Linked DNA regions of Zea mays: region 2 is linked to region 1. A link is a contact called in public Hi-C data. All regions are on one chromosome and are shown on one strand. The core of a region is the stretch at or near the end of the contact, and the rest is flanking DNA. Distances in the headings are between cores, read along the strand shown. Region 1 holds the start of LOC103636296 (calmodulin binding protein PICBP). Region 2 holds the start of LOC100278261 (Protein OSB2 chloroplastic).

Evidence for each region. Hi-C and Micro-C count contacts between places; a contact is called where the count stands out from the background.
Region 2: a contact with region 1 is called in a Hi-C map of tassel, with 3 times the contacts expected there. The contact joins the promoter of LOC100278261 here to the promoter of LOC103636296 in region 1. A contact is called at or near these places in 3 of 25 Hi-C or Micro-C datasets (ear, leaf and tassel).

Annotation. Positions count from the first base shown.
Region 1 is chr8:164,800,186-164,804,936 of Zm-B73-REFERENCE-NAM-5.0, reverse strand. It overlaps LOC103636296 (calmodulin binding protein PICBP), which reads left to right and starts at 2,617. Exons shown (of 3, transcript XM_008658652.3): 1 at 2,617-3,709; 2 at 3,812-4,300; 3 at 4,401-4,704. The coding sequence starts at 2,932. The coding sequence ends at 4,284. It also overlaps the pseudogene LOC103637457.
Region 2 is chr8:165,107,323-165,112,073 of Zm-B73-REFERENCE-NAM-5.0, reverse strand. It overlaps LOC100278261 (Protein OSB2 chloroplastic), which reads right to left and starts at 2,291. Exons shown (of 8, transcript NM_001361312.1): 1 at 1,367-2,291; 2 at 693-831. The coding sequence starts at 1,767.

The DNA.
Region 1 (4,751 bases), core at 1,368-3,867:
CATGACAATTTGTAACATGGATGACATAAATCTGAAAAATCTGGAGTAAGAGGTGAATCCGAATTGAACTAGAGAAATATGTAGATTTTCATAAATCTATTTTGATGTTTACCCGTTTGGTTGATATTCTAGTTTTTTAACTACGAATCTAGTTCAAAAAGCTGAACCAAACACACCCTAAAGAAACGAATAGAACAATGACTTCGATGTTGCCTACTCTTGGATTTAAATGGGCTAGCCCATTTAATTCAACTAATATTCCATGATCCATACTAGGGCATCTAGGTTCAGTAAACCAAGCTCACCATGCAATGTCACCAACCTATGTATATCGCTTTTTGGATTAAAATATATTTGAAAAGGCCTAATTTTCCAACAATTCAAAACCGTGATAGGTCTTTTTCGGTTCATGGCTTTTCAAGCATGTTAAAATCAAACGCTTTTAGAGAACTCACTATAAACGGTGGCGCCAAAGATGTATAATTTGCACTGCTACTTTATTGCCAAACCAAGGGCATTTGGATCTCACTCTGCTAAAGACGATCGATTGTTCCGGGATGCTGATATTATAGTCAAGGGGGTAATAGCTGGGCATGCTAGGAGATCCTTCGTTGGTGTATATGTGACGATGTCCTTTGGCAAGAAAATGTGGGACGCGCTAGAACCTAAATATGAGTTTGGTAGTGAGTCGTATATCATGAATCAGTTTCATGGCTATAGAAGCTCATGAAATACATATACTTATGGAAGAATTCGAGAATTTTTGTTGTGTTGCTAAGAAAGCCTGTGGTTGGATACACCATTGAAAAGCTGCCATAAATTTGGACACTTCTTTGAAGCGTAATAGGCAGAAGTTTTGCACTGTCGATTTTATTGGCTCTTTTAGACGTTGAAGAGAAGACGAGAATAAAATATGTATGTGTCAAAAATTGATGTGGGAACTTCTAGTACCCGTCTTTGCACAGAAGTGTGCTTTGAGATCCTCCATGCTCGGTAGGCACTGCTTCACAGCTTTGTTTGAAGTGTACTCCTTGGCCCAGCGGCGCAGAGCAGGGAAGTCATCGTCCTCGTCGCCCACCAAGCTCATGCCGGTCATCTCTTCGAACACAGCTATCCAACGAGACAGTCCACTGAGTGCTATGTCCAGGTAGCCGACGGAGTCGCCACCAAAGAACCTCTTGCCGTCAAGCTGCGCCTCCAGGAGCGCCAGGTTCTTCTTCGTCTCCTGGAGGAACCCCTCCCGCAGCTCGCCCTCCGTCAAGAAAGACAGAACTAACGGCCTCCGGCCGGCACTGCGCGCGTTCATCAGTAATTCAGATAACGCATGCAAATGCATACTGAACAGGACTGCAGTAACGATGAAGCATATGTACCTTGGTATTGAGCCCAGAAACGAGCGGCAGCGCGGCCGGCGGGGTCGCTGGGGAGGAGGGGCGACGTACTTCACGATGACGAGGGACTCGCAGACGGCGCGGTCGCCGTGCAGCAGCACCGGCACCTTCTTGTGGATGGGGTTGTTCTCCAGCAGGTCTTCTTGGATGAACTCGTAGGGCACTCCCTTGATGCGCAGGGCGGCCTCAGCACGGTGCACGAACGGGCTGGCGAAATGGCAGATGAGCTTAACATCATAATTTTATCTGCTTTCTCCTTTCTGGAGTAGCTAGCTATGTTAGCTTGGCCATACAAATTAATGTCTCGACGACAAAGAGCTGTCAGCATGCATATATCTTTCTTGCTTCTTCTTCTCCAAGAGAATGACTTGTGTTATCAGTGATATTATTATGTATGCCTTTCTTCAGTCATCAGTTGCAGCTGGCTTAAGTTGCTTCGGGCCGAGCCTACCACCTATTGAGATGGCCCATAACATATTTGGGCCTTCTTGTTCATGGTTGGGCCATGAACTTCTATTGTTTCTACTTCCCTTTAATAATGTACTACTCCCGTCTGGTAAATAATGTAATTTTGTTTTAGACTTAGCCAAAGCATCTGAAATTTAACTAACAATATGTTTGACACTGCTCAGCTTCACAAAAAACTAGCTTAGCTTTATGAACTTTAAGACCAGTTCAGTAAATTTATATAAAACAATCATATTCAAAGTTGTTTGACTTGCTATATCAGAATTGTAATGTACAAAGCAACACTTGCTTTGCGTTCTCTGTTGCTCCGTCGGGATGAACACTACGCGCTCTACACTCGTCCCGTGTCCATATGGCCAAGCCTGAGGCAGCTGTACTGTATTACTACTATCCAACGCTTGCATTTGTTCGTTGTTCTTGTCGCCAACCTGCCATTTACCCTCTGGATTTCTTTTTTTGTTTCGTGCAGGACGGCAATGCTATGCATATGTATGATGCAATTGTTTGCTAGTCATCTCCTCTCCCAAGAGATAAGAGCCCGCTTAAATGTTCTTTTAACCATCCAATTATCAATCATTGGAGCGTGACGATTTTTTTTAAAAAAAATTTGTGGTTTTTCTATAAAACTAAATTGATTTCTGTAAAGTCTGTTGGATTTAACCGGAATTCCTGGCTGCGAAGTTCTTTTGGACCTTCGAATATGATAACGGATGAGGGACGCCACATGACCCGGTGCACAGGGTCCCTGCGCCACAGAAGATACGACGAACGCATTCAAAATCCAGCTCCCCTCCGAAGTCCGAACGCTTCTTGGACGATTCTTGAAAGCGTCCAGCCACGCCGCCCTCGCCGCCGCCGCCCCCTTCCGAATCCAAAGGAACCCGAATCTCGCAACGATCACCACCACCTGACCTTCCTTGTTCGCGTCGCCCCAACCCTTGCCCGTCCAGGAGTTCAGCGAAACCTTCCCTTTCTTTGGCCTTGCCTTGCCTGCCTCCCTTCCCTCGGTCGCCGCTCGGATAAGCAACCCGGAGTCCCGGACCGCTCCAAGAAACCAATAAGTCCCCGCGCCATGGTGCTGAGGAAGCCAGCGCGCAAGAAGCCCAAAGACCCCAGCGCCGTGCCGGCCGGGGGTCCGGGAAGCAGGGGTCGCTCTGGCGGCATGGCCCCGGCGCCGCCGGCCCCCAACTACATGAGGGCGACGACCTGCTCCGGCGCCAGGTCCAGCGCCGCCGCCGCGCCGCATCCTCAGCCAGGGAGAGAGAAGGCGGTGCTGACGGCTGCGGCGCTGCGCGCGTGCAGGGCCACGTGCTCCTCCGCCATGAAGGGGCCCGGGGCCGCCGGGTCGGCGGACGCCTGCCCCTACGCGTACTGCTCCTTCAAGGGCCACGCCCACGCGGCAGCACCCGTGCCGCCCCTGGGCGCCTTCGTGGCGGCGCGGAGGCGGCTCATCAAGACGCAGCAGCGCATGAAGCTCAAGGGCGCCTCGCCGTTCCGCAACGCCGCCGCCGGTCACGGAAGCGGCTACTTCGTCGAGATACGCGCCGGCTCGGACGTGACCAGCAGCGATCTCTCGTCCGACGAAGTGGGGCGGACGGAGCACGTCGTGTTCGGTCCCCTGGGCTGCTGCGGTGGCGACGCGGAGGGTTCGGGCGCTGCTTCCGTGGACGGGTCCTGCGCGTCCAGCGACGTGATCTCGGCTGGCTCGTTTGAGCCGTCGGGGACGACCAAGCATCGCGGCCTTGAGGAGAAGAAGACCTTGGTGGACCATGGAGGGGAGGACATGGGTGACTGCAGGTCTGACATCTCCGAGGAGCTGGACGTTAAACACGGAGGAAACAATCCTCAAGGTGAGGTTTCCAGCAATGTTTCCGCGAACCGTATCGCTCGTGCGCACGTTGGAATCGAGCAGCAGTCCTTGATGCATGACGAACCATATGGCGATTTTGCAGGTGGCGTGGGTGGTGGTGCTCCAAAGGAATCGTCGGTCGATAGCGTTTCCAGCTCGCTCAGTGGGATAAGCTTTGAAGATGTTAGCTCTGCCTGTGCCTATGCAGCAGCATCCTCTCAGCAGCAGAACGGGTCGAGCATTGCCAGGAGGAGGAGAACATCTGAACAGGGTGTCAAGCGAATGCGTCCTTTCAAACCCAGGCTTCCGAATTTCCTTCCGTCAGAGAAGGTCGATCTCAAGCATCAGTCGGTGGGCGATCCCAGAGCCGCTGAGGAGTGGATGCTCGACTACGCTCTTCGGAAGGAAGTGAAGAAGCTGGCCCGTGCTCAGAAGAGGAAAGTTGAGATGCTTGTCCAGGCCTTCGAATCTGTTATGCCCACGCTTGCAAACGAGAAGAAGCCCGAGCAACACGACAATGGTGACAATGACAAGAGAACATTCACTCTTGCATGGCCTTCCCAAGTATGTAGCTGATAGATAGCCTTTTAAGGTATGGAACAGCGATGAGGAATCCCGCTGTTAATAGACTCTATTCCCTTTGGTGAAAACTAATTATTGAACTTTGACACTGTTTTTTATCTATCTTGCAGCTTGTGGTTTAGCTGGAACCAACCATGGTCTGAAGTCTGAACTTCTGAAGGTTCTAACTCAGCAGTCACTGCCAGAAAAAATTCTTACCGCTATTGTTTTCTTATCTGATAGTTGAGCTACTAGGATAGGAGCTCGCTGAGTTCGGTTAGTGGAGGGCCTAGTGCATGTACATATGTCTCGTGTGCTCAGTTTAGTGATGAGGAACGAGTGTAGGAGACTAGCACACCGGCAAGAATGTTGAGATGTGTTCCTTTAGGCAGATATCAATAAAGCTCTCATTAACAGCATTTATTTCCCGGTTCAGATGACACCTTCAGTTTCATTTATTTGTCCTGATTGATTTTCTTATC
Region 2 (4,751 bases), core at 1,042-3,541, 310 kb before region 1:
GTAAAAATTGTTCAGAACTTTTTATTGCGAAGTGCAAAAGCAAAGGAAAAGGTCCAAATTACACCCCCACCCACAGACCATGGGGTTTCAAATAACGCAATAGACTAATTTTTTGTTCGATTTACTTCCCTGTTTAAGTTGGTAAACTTACCCATTAATATGATTTGTAAGTTTTTTTTTTTTGTTTCTCAATGTACAAGCTGAGTTTTAAGTTAAAATTTTGTGGTATGGTAGTAAACATCATAAATTATGTTAAAAATATATTATGAATTTTCATCAATATTTTGATGGGTTAGGACATAGAAAAACAAATTAACTCTAGAGATAAATTAATTAAAGAACATTATTGAACTTTTTGAAACAACTTATGGTGTCCACTGTCTTCTCAAAAAAATAACATAAAACTTAACTAGTACATGGAGAAAACAAAAAGACAAATCTTACTAAGGGGTAGAAAGGAACAATTCAATTGAAATAGTTGGGGGAGTAAATCGAACGAAAAGGCTAGTTTAGGGGGTTATACAGAGGTCAAAGTCAAGGGACATTTTGGACTTTTTTCCAAAACAAAATGGGTGCCAAATATTAAACGAAGCACAAACTATATTTGCACTGAACGCGTGAGACATTTGCCTACCCAATGAAATTAACAAAGAACAGAACAGCAGAAATAAATATGAGCAATAGCTACATGCCTGAATGTTTGCTTCGCCATCAGCAAGCTTGAATGGTGGACCATCACATGTTAATTTCCCAGACACATAAACAAGATCATTTTCTTTCAAGTGGGAAGCAGCTATTTGTGCCCAGTTATCTTTGAAAACTATGGGAACCCTGAATGTAAAAAAAATTGGGACATCAGAATATTCGTACGGGCGAGAAAAATGGGAAACAAATGGCAACAGCAGACATGTCAAAAAATAAAATTAGTAAAAGTGTTCCAGAAACAACAAAAGATACTTCTGGTGGTCCTTAGTATGTCTTAGACTACAAATGCTTGTGTTGGACATTAGCATACCATGTTGAAACAATGGTTATAAAATATGGATAAATAAAGGCAAAGGAACTTCTGGGTTTTCAGAATAACGATATATGGCAGCCAAGCAGGTCCAAAATTTGGTTCACAGTTATATGTACAGATAACAAGGCAACAACGGATTTAGTTAGTCATTTCGATGCAATAGAGAACAAAAAAAAAAACTGAAAGATTTGGGAGCAATCCCGATTCCAAAGTCACACTATAATTATCATAATATCCTAAAGTTTAAACCTTCATCCCAATTGCAATCACTACGGTATCGTACAAAGTCATTACTGGGTGTATGTAATAGAGAAAAGGGCAACAAGGGAAAGCAAACAACCCACTCACCAGAACTTGGGTGAGTTGATGCCACGGTCGTGCACGAGCACGGAGACCGCGGAGAATCTGCCGTCGGGCAGCCTCTGCATGTGCACGGGCGCGCAGATGGTGCCGACGAGGTGCACGGCGTTAGCGACACGCGGCTGGAACGGGACAGTGGGCGGCCGCGGCAGCTCGCCCGACAGCTTCTCTCTCTGAAACGCAGCCTTCGCCTCCGAGTCCGGCGGCGGCGGCGGTGCTACAGGGGAGGAGGCGGCAGCGTGGTCTCCGGAGTCCCCCGCTGGTGGCGGCTTGGCGCGGCGGGCGTAAGCGCGCCTGGGGGGCGTGGAGAGCGTCGCGGCGTAGGGAGAGGTGGCGGCGGGGAGGAGGAGACGGTGGGTGAGGAGGCGCGAGAGGAAGTGGTGATGCATGGTGGCTATCTGGCTGTAGAACCCTAAACCCTAGCGAGGGAGGCACGCAAGGAGAAATCCCAGGGAGGGAGGGGGAGCCAGCCAGCCCAAAATGCTAGGGAGTCATTTTTCGAGGAGATTTTTTTTTTCATATTTGGCATCACCTTCGTCGAGTTTCAATTGCCATATTGGCATTACAATCACACACGGTTTGAAGATTTGACATCACTTTTTCTAATCGTCGTTTGTGGATGTGTTCTTCCTATCGTGCCCCTGTCTCCTTTCTTCTCCACACATCTCCGTCATGCAAGCTTATTTCACCAAACATGGCCATCATCGTCGGTGTGATCGCCTACGGCTGCCAGCAGCTGGGTCGAATATGTCGTCGGCTTCTCGCTGTCCATGCTCACCAACTCCCTGGTGGTCGGTGTGCCCATGGCTACGACGAGTGGGCGCAACAGCTCTCCATCTTCCAGGCCATCGTCTTGCTGGTCGATGGGTTTCCGTCCCACTCGACGATGGGTAGCACGGGGAGGTCATTCATCAGCTTGGCGCGCTTGGCATCCTCGGTAATGATTGTTAGAACACAAAGTATGTATATTGTGACAGTTTTGTATATGTAAACGTGTACACCAAAGATAGAAGAGGCCAGGAGATATGGTAGTTAGTGTAGTAAAGGAAAGAGATAAGTTGTTACTATTTTATCTCCTTAATTATCTCCTGGCCATTCATCTAGGTGCTACACCTCCCCTATATGTAAGCTGCGGCTAGGGCTTTTCCAGCCATCAAACAAATCAACACGCAACACGCCTGTTATGGCGTTTCTCTCCTTCCAAGCGCCTCTGAATCTCTCATGTGGTATCAGAGCTTAGGGTTCTATGGCAACGAGTTCAAGCACCATCACCAATCCCTTCTTCGGTTTCCAAGTGACCGAGAAGCTATCAAAAACAACCATGTGTCATGGAGAGTACAGGTCCTCGTCGCGATCCACGGTGCTCGCTACGAGGGGCATATCAATGGCAAGGCTAAGGCCCCCGATGCTGAGATCGTTGAGAAGAAGACAAACGACACGATCGTCACTGAAAGGGAATTAGGCTTACACCTTTTTCCTAATTGTTTTTTGTGGTTGAAATGCCCAACACAAATAGTTGGACTAACTAGTTTGCTCTAGTCTATAAGTTCTACAGGTGCCAAAGGTTCACAATAAGCCAATAAAAAGACCAAGAAAGGGGTCAAACAAAGAGAGCAAAAGACATCCCAAAAGGCACCCTGGTCTGGCGCACCGGACTGTCTGGTGTGCCACCGGACAGTGTCCGGTGCACCAGGGCACCCGACGCTGAACTCGCTACCTTCGGGAAAATCAGAGGGTGCTCCGCTATAATTCATCGGACTGTCTGGTGTACCAGCGGAGCAACGGCTACTTCGCGCGCAACGGCCGACTGCAACCGCATTCAATGCGCTACAATGCGCGCCAGAGTCAGAGCACGCGCAGTTGGCGCACCGGACAGTCTACAGGACCTGTCTGGTGCACCACCGGACAGCCCAGAGGCCCCACAAGTCAGAGCTCCAACGGTCGAACCCCAACGGTCTGCTGACGTGGCTAGCGCACTGGACAGTGTCCGGTAGCGCACCGGATTGTCCGGTGCGCCATGCAACAGCAATCTACCAACGACCATATTTTGGTGGTTGGGGCTATAAATACCCCAACCACCCCACATTCAATGGCATCCAAGTTTCCCACCTTCAACACATTACAAGAGCTATAGCATTCAATTCTAGACACTCCAAAGAGATCAAATCCTCTCCCAAGTCCGGAATCACTCCAAATCAAATAGTGACTAGAGAGAGCGACATTTATGTTCATTTGAGCTCTTGCGCTTGGATCGCTTCTTTTCTTTCTCATTCTTCTTGTGATCAAACTCAATTGTAACCAAGGCAAGAGACACCAATTGTGTGGTGGTCCTTGCAGGAACTTTGTGTTCCGTTTGATTGAGAAGAGAAGCTCACTCGGTCTAAGTGACCGTTTGAGAGAGGGAAAGGGTTGAAAGAGACCCGGTCTTTGTGACCACCTCAACGGGGAGTAGGTTTGCAAGAACCGAACCTCGGTAAAACAAATCATCGTGTCTCGCTCTTTATTTGCTCACGATTTGTTTTTGCACCCTCTCTCTCGGACTTATTCTTATTCCTAACGCTAATCCGGCTTGTAATTGTGCTTAAGTTTATAAATTTCAGATTCGCCCTATTCACCCCCCTCTAGGCGACTTTCAATTGGTATCAGAGCCCAGTGCTTCATTAGAGCCTAACCGCTCGAAGTGATGTCGGGAGCATCCGCCAAGAGGGATCTCGGGACCGGCGACAAGTCCGCAAGCTTGGGAAGAACACACTCAAGGGAGTCCGCCCACAAGCACAAGGAGGAATCCTCTTCCTCCATCAAGTCCCATCGGATGGGTGACAAGAAGAAGAAAATGAGAAAGGTGGTCTACTACGAGACCGACTCTTCGTCACCCTCCACCTCTGGCTCGGAATCGGCCTCCACCACTTCAAAGCGCCATGAGCGCAAGAAGTATAGTAAGATGCCCCTTCGCTATCCTCGCATTTCTAGATGCACTCCATTACTCTCCGTTCCATTAGGCAAACCACCTATGTTTGAAGGTGAAGATTATTTTATGTGGAGTGATAAAATGAGGCATCACCTAACCTCACTCCACAAAAGCATATGGGATATTGTTGAGTATGGAGTGCAGGTACCAAAGAAGGGAGACAAGGATTACGACTCGGAGGAGGTCGAACAAATCCAACACTTCAACTCCCAAGCCACAACTATACTCCTCGCCTCTCTAAGTCCAGAGGAGTATAATAAGGTGCAAGGGTTGAAGAGCGCAAAGGAGATTTAGGACGTGCTAAAGACCGCGCACGAAGGAGACGAGGTGACCAAGATCACCAAGCGGGAGACGATCGAGGGGGAGCTCGGTCGCTTTCGGCTTCGCCAAGGGGAGGAGCCACAA